2 separate regions of the Macaca mulatta genome follow, and region 2 is linked to region 1. Evidence: chromatin contacts called from public Hi-C data. All regions are on one chromosome and are shown on one strand. Each heading gives the region's core, a stretch centred on a gene start, on an enhancer-like site or on the middle of the called end of the contact. The rest is flanking DNA. Distances are from core to core; before and after follow the strand shown. Region 1 overlaps PRKAG2 (protein kinase AMP-activated non-catalytic subunit gamma 2). Region 2 overlaps PRKAG2 (protein kinase AMP-activated non-catalytic subunit gamma 2).

What was found. A called contact is a pair of places that touch in the nucleus more often than the background predicts.
Region 2: a contact with region 1 is called in a Hi-C map of blood, with 3 times the contacts expected there. The contact joins two enhancer-like sites. A contact is called at or near these places in 7 of 14 Hi-C or Micro-C datasets (blood, cortical neurons, fetal cortex germinal zone and 4 more).

The regions. Positions count from the first base shown.
Region 1 is chr3:191,051,675-191,054,946 of T2T-MMU8v2.0, forward strand. All of the region lies in intron 4 of PRKAG2 (protein kinase AMP-activated non-catalytic subunit gamma 2), which reads right to left. Among named protein-coding and RNA genes, the nearest start is that of RHEB, 110 kb to the left of the region's middle. Within about 2 kb of position 1,552, at least 2 of the 40 cell types and tissues checked have an H3K27ac peak or open chromatin away from gene starts, as enhancers often do.
Region 2 is chr3:191,181,629-191,184,900 of T2T-MMU8v2.0, forward strand. The region is part of intron 3 of PRKAG2 (protein kinase AMP-activated non-catalytic subunit gamma 2); the gene reads right to left. Among named protein-coding and RNA genes, the nearest start is that of PRKAG2, 120 kb to the right of the region's middle. Within about 2 kb of position 1,808, at least 6 of the 40 cell types and tissues checked have an H3K27ac peak or open chromatin away from gene starts, as enhancers often do.

The DNA of each region.
Region 1 (3,272 bases), core at 302-2,801:
TGGCTAATTTTTTGTATTATTTATTTATTTTTATAGAGACAGGGTTTCACCATGTTGCTGAGGCCAATCTCGAACTCCTGGACTCAAAAGATCCATCCACCTTGGCCTCCCAAAGTGCTGGGATTACAGGGTGAGCCACAGCACCCGGCCAAGGCAGCATACAAAACAGATTAAAAAGTGACTAAAATTTAGCCAGAAGGTTCCCAGACGAGTTCCCTTCCCCAAAATCGCTCTTCCCTTTTCATATCAGAGATGAACGTGACTCTGTTTCCCCTAACCTTAGCACAAGTGTAATCACGGCCATGAAAGGAAGGTGTCAAGGCGCTTTCCTCGGATGCCAGATTCCGCAGGCGAGCCGTCCCACTCTACCCACTTGCTACTGCCTTCGAGTTACTCAACTGCGAACGTCACAAGCCCTGACGTCACCGTATGGCGGAGAAGCCTTTCACACCTCCGGGGTTCACTCAGTCATTTCACTTCCTCTGTTGCTCCGCCCTCACTGCTCTTTGATTCGTGCACCGTCAACACAGCAAATGCATTTTCTCTCATTTCTCCAATGCCTCAAATAGAAATGCCTCATGTCTTTGTAAGAAATAACATTAACCACCTGAAGTATGGCAAGCCTAGGTGCCAGAGTAAAAGTATAAGCTCCGAAATACCTACGTTCATTTGTGTGACAAATGTTTACTGAAAACCAAGTTTCACTCATCCCGGTAGCCTCAAGACCGGGCAAATACTAAGTTTTCAGTCTCCATCGTCACAGAGTTTACCATGTAATGGCAAAGAAATAGGAGGGACTACTGGGAAATACAAAGAAGTGTGTCCCCCCAACAGCACCTATCAATTGTGAGGGATCATGAGACAGCATGGGAAGTCCTCATCGGGGCTTCTGGGAAGGCTTCCCTGAGGAAGTGGCATCTAACCTGAGACTTGGAGAAAACAAGCAGGTGGCCAAAAGAGAGGGAGGAACGATCCAGAGAGCAGGAGCTGTCTGTAAAGTCCGGCAGGCCTGGAGAAGCAAGGCAGTTTGAGGAAGCTGACAAAGGCCAGAGTAGCTGGAGGGAAATGCAAGGACAGAGGCACCAGGTGAGGCTGGGGAGGGAGAAGGGGGGGGCAAGGAGGGCGTGCCGGGAAGTGCGGACTCCTACAGGCGAAGGAAAAGTACCGGAGGCTTTAGAAATGAAAGTGACGGGATTAGAAATATGTTTGAAGGAAATATCTCCAACAGCAGCATGGCAAATTAATTGGAGGGGGCAGAGCAGGCGCTGGGAGAGCTCGGCTGCTAGAATGGTTCATAGGAAGATGACACTGACTGGGAGTGAGGGAGAGAGGTGAACAAGCCAGGAGCAGCAGCGAGGAGCTGTTCTCTTGGACCTGGAGTCAAACAGCTTTCCTGTTAGAACAGCTGGGAGGATGCGGGCATTTATGGAATCAGCCTGGTTAAAAAGAAAGAAAACAAACCGAAGAAGGAAGGGGAGGGAAGGAGATGGGCACAGAAAGATCAGTGTCAGGGGAATCTGAGCCCTGAAGGAGAGCACAACCTCCAGGGTGAGGGCACAGGATGAGATGCGGGCCTTGGACAGGGCAGCGAGGGGTCCATACCCTGCGCTGCAGGAGGAAAGGGAACTGCATGGGCTGTGAGTTATATCACAGGGGTCCGAAGCATGGGTAAGGACTCAGCTCAGCTGGCTGTGGGGTTCGAGCTGAACAGCAGTAGGGGCAAGAGGCCATTCTTCAACACATTCACCAGGAAGCAGAGAAAGTTCTGAGATGGGAGGTTTTGTGGCCCTAAAGCAATGGCCAGAGGTGCTCAATGCCCTGGGCCCTGATGACTTTCCAGCTGGTTCCAGTTACCTGCGAAGCCTGGTGACCAGTCCCACTTACAGATACCCCCGAATCCTCCCGGCACCGTCCACTGCTTAAACTAGTCAGGGATCTTCTGGCAACAAAACCTCTATCTACTCCAAGACAACTATCCTACCTCACCAAGTTGGAGACACCACCAAATGTGAAGTCACACCCTGACTGCAGAGATACTGAAATGTGTACCGAGACCCTACGGAATAGGGCAATATGTTACATACGGGGCCAGCTCCAGAGGAACAACTTTAATTACAGGGATGTCATACAATTGTACCTACTCATAATCCAGAGACAATAAGTCTCTTATCTACGAGGAGTGTGTGAACTCAGCAGGGAAGGGTAGAGTTTGGAAAGCAGATAATCACCTGAGCCTTCTCGTGTCATAAGTAATGATCAGCAAGTACCAGGCTGAGCCCACACACCTGCCACTTTGGTATCTCCACCAGCAGAGGTCAGTGCCCCGCAGCAGAGTCAAGAAACTTGCAAGCTGACTCTTGGCTGTGAGAGCCAAGAGACAAGGCAATAATTCAATAGATGACCACAAATACACAGACAGGCAATTCTCCCTTAAGCAAGTTCCAGCAGCTTCTAAGCCTTGTTTTCACTATGCTCCCCGCCCCGAGTCTTTTTTACACATTCTCCCCCTAACTGTACTAGCCCCACGACATTTTAATAGCACAGATATACAGTGTATTTATTCAGGTACCGTGGCCCTTCGGGTGGCCAAAACCCACTGTAACAGCTGCAATGGTTTTGTCTCCCAACAAGAACCGATCTCCACTTACTCAGGGTGTTGTGCACTCCAGCTGAGAGTGAATGAGTTTTGAGTGAACACACGTTTTTGTTTTGTTTATTTATAAAGAGTGATTATTGGTTGCTTTGAGGTCTGATTTTGGAGCTAGAGAGAAAAGCAAAAGATCAGCGAGTACCGGCCCCCTGGGTTTACAGAGAAAGCTCTTAATGACAGCAGCAACAACAAAACAAAGCCCCGAGACCTCACGGGTTGTCTGAGGAAATACAGGCACTTCATCACAGATCTGGGCCTGAATCCTGGGCCTCACTGAAAAACAATGCTTTCTTCCCCTCCTACGAAACGTGGCCCCTGCTTTTACCTATTTTGATCACTATAGGTGAGGTTGACCAGTTTTGCTAGAAACAAGCAAGACTGGCTGGGTGCAGTGGCACACCTCTATAATTCCAGCACTTTGGGAGGCTGAGGCAGGCAGATCACTTGAGGCCAGGAGTTCAAGACCAGCCTGGGCACCATGGTGAAACCCCATCTCTACTAAAAACACAAAACTTAGTCAGGCATGGTGGCGCATGCTTGTAATCCTAGCTACTCAGGAGGCTGAGGCATGAGAATTACTTGAGCCTGAGAGGTGGAGGTTGCAGTGAACCAAGATTGTACC
Region 2 (3,272 bases), core at 558-3,057, 130 kb after region 1:
TTTCACAAACAGAGGACATGGCCATTCTCTGTCCCTGAAAGCAGGTTCTCAGGAGCTCCACTAGTCAATGTAGAATTCATGATAAATTTAGATAATCACTTTTTGGTAATTACTATACTAATTATAGTACTGTAATTACTATAGTAACAATTCAGGCAAGAAATATGGATCGATCCTAAAACTAGCAAGTGAAAGTCTGAGGAGAAAGAAGATATTTACACAATCCCAAAGCAGCTTCCCCTGAAACCCTGACTGGTGACAAGGGGGAAGTACTTTATTCAAGTAGAGAACTTTATAGCGGCAGACACCCCCTTCACCAGGTGACTGGCACCCACTTCACCGGGAAGGTGTCGCGGCCGTATCAGGTGCCCGGGCTGAGATGCGGAAGCCCAGGGCAGCACATGGACAGATGGACGCCCTCCTGAGGGTGCAGGCTGGCTCTGATGGTGAGGAAATGTCAGGAAAACGCAAAGCCAAGGGCAGGCGACACAAGAACTGGCCTGTGTCCCCCTGAAAAAGGCTCAGGTCGTGACAGATGAGACAGGACTGAGGAGCTGTTCCCAATGAAGGGACTGAAGAGAAAGGACAACGAAACAAAACGTGTGGCTGGGGATCCCCTCTTCCAAGAAATGACGCCCCAAAGACAAGGTGCAAAACGTGAATGAAGCCTGCAGCTTAGCTGATAGCATGATATTAGCGCTAATTTCCTGATTTTGACAATTATACTGTGGTTAGGAGAATGACCCTGTTTTTATGAAATATCCACTGAAATATTTAGGGGTAAAGGGATATGATGTCTGCAAATTCCTCTCAGGGGTTCAGAGTTCATATAAACACACAGTGAGAGATCATAAGAAATGAGATACGGGCAGATCTGCTGAAATGCTAACATCGGGCAATCTGGGTGAAGAGGATATGAGAACTCTTTGTATTATTTTTGTGACTTTATGTTTGAAATTGTCAAAATAAAATGTTATTTATTATTTAATGATTTTTTTTGTTGTTGTTAGAGACAGAGTCTCACCATGTTGCCCAGGTTGGTCTCGAACTCCTGGGCGCAAGTGATCCACCTACCTTGGTCTCCCAAAGTGCTGGAATTACAAGCATGAGCCACCTCGCCCAGCCCTAAAGTCTTATTTTAAAAAAGGAATTAAGAAATACAGGCTGAGCACAGTGGCTTGTGCCTATGAGGCCAAGGCAGGAGAATCGCTTAAGCCCAGGAGTTTGAGACCAGCCTGGGCAACACGGCAAAACCCCGTCTTTACAAAAAATGTAAAAATTAGCTGGGCATGATGGTGCACACCTGTAGTCACAGCTACTCAGGAGGTTGGGGTGGGAGGATCGCTTGAGCCGCAGTGAACTGTGATCGCACCACTGCACTCTAGCCTGAGAGACAGAGCAAGACCCTGTCTCGAAAAAAGAAAAAGAGCTACAGTGGGCCTTACTTACGGGTCTTACTTACTACCACTCTTACTTACAGTGTTAAGTGACAGCACGTGTTAGCGCTGCCTTTTACTGTCTCCCAAGGTGGGAGCATCACTGAAGCAGGCCCTGAGGGAACTACAGGACTCTCTGACTCGCTGAGGGCAAGGAGATTCTTCTGGGAATTTTTCCTTGGCTTCTCCCAAATCATAATAATGGCCTGGACACAGGATGTGCAGGCCAGCCCTAGTGGGGGACATCTGCCAGGCTGGCGCCAGAGGGCGCTGTCCCCAGGGACCACACAGGGTGCCAGGCCACATAACTCTGCAATGTGTTGGCTGAACTTTTCAGGAAACTTGGATGCCACACATACTTTTCCTTTCTTTGTGGGCAGGCAAGATGAGTCACGTTTTTCCAGAGTCTGCTCGGCCCCAGTATTCAGACCTCATCAGCTGCCCTGGTCCGGAAGGCTCCAGCGGGGGCCAGTGAAAGGGGGACCAGGGTGCCTGCATTAGCTGGGCCAGCACTGGGGCTTAGGGGCAGCCTTGGGCAAGCCAGAGTCAATCTTTTTGTCGGGTAAAGGGTAAAGCTCACAGTAATTCTGGATCATGGCAACATTTTCGGACAGACCCAGGGCCCTTTGTACAACTCACAGGGCGCAGCCCTGAGGGAGGCTGGGCTCTGGCTTCATATGGTCCCTGTTCTCCCGCCCACCTGCCCCTCCTCTGCTGCACCTCACTCCCCAGCACCTCTCCAGGCCCTACCTTCGAGTACCTCACTCCCCAGCACCTCTCCAGGCCCTACCTTCGAGTACCTCACTCCCCAGCACCTCTCCAGGCCCTACCTTCGGGGTCCCCTCAGTTCCCCTGCCTCCCTTCCTTCCGAAGGCCACTGTGTTATTGGGACGATGGAGCAGAGACCTAAGGAAGGGACCCCACCTGTGTCCATCTGCAGGCAGGGTCGCTGCAGGCTCCCTGAGAAGCAGGCTCTGGGATGGAAATGAGCACGTTGGATGTACATCAGGGAGTGCTCTCGGGCCCGACAGAGGAGCGATGGAGACCCCGTGAAGTCCCGACAGAGAGTTCTGGCGTTCGGATGCCCCTTTAGAGCTGTCCTGAGCGGGGGTCGGGGGCTGGTCCTTTATGTCCATACATCGGCCGGTTATTGGGCACAGACTGTCTCTGGGAGGGGCTGAAGGCTGGCGATGTGGCGCTCCTTAGCTGAGGGAGGGCTGTCTGTCACACCCACAGCTGGGAGTGAGTTCCTCATTCTTGAAGGAATCGGGAATCTGGGAGGCACAGCACAGCCTCAAGGGTGTTCTGGCTCCAGGGTGTTTTGAGCAGAGGGCCTGGGGACATGCTGAGCATCTCAGGGTGTTTCAGGCAGAGGGCCTGGGGACATGCTGAGCATCTCAGGGTGTTTCAGGCAGAGGGCCTGGGGACATGCTGAGCATCTAAGGGAGCCTGAGCAGAGGAAGATGGGGGGTGGGTGTGCACCAAATGAAGTCAGAGCCAGCCCAGGGTTACCTCAGAGGACCTCAGAGGCCATGTGTGGTGGGGTTTGGAGACTTAATTTAAACGTGCTGGGGAGGCGTCAAGGGGTTGAACAGCAGATGACATGATCAGATTTATGTTTTAAAAACAGGAGTTGGCAAATTACTACCCAATGGCCCAATCCTGCTGGCCACCTGCTTTTATAAATACTTATTGGGACACAGCTGCACCATTAGTTTATACTTTGTCTATGGCTTCGTAGTTGCAAAAGAGACCACGTGGCCTTCGAAGTCTAAGACATTTACCATCTGGCTTTTTACAGGAAACATTTGTCAATTCCTGTTTGAAGAGACCCCT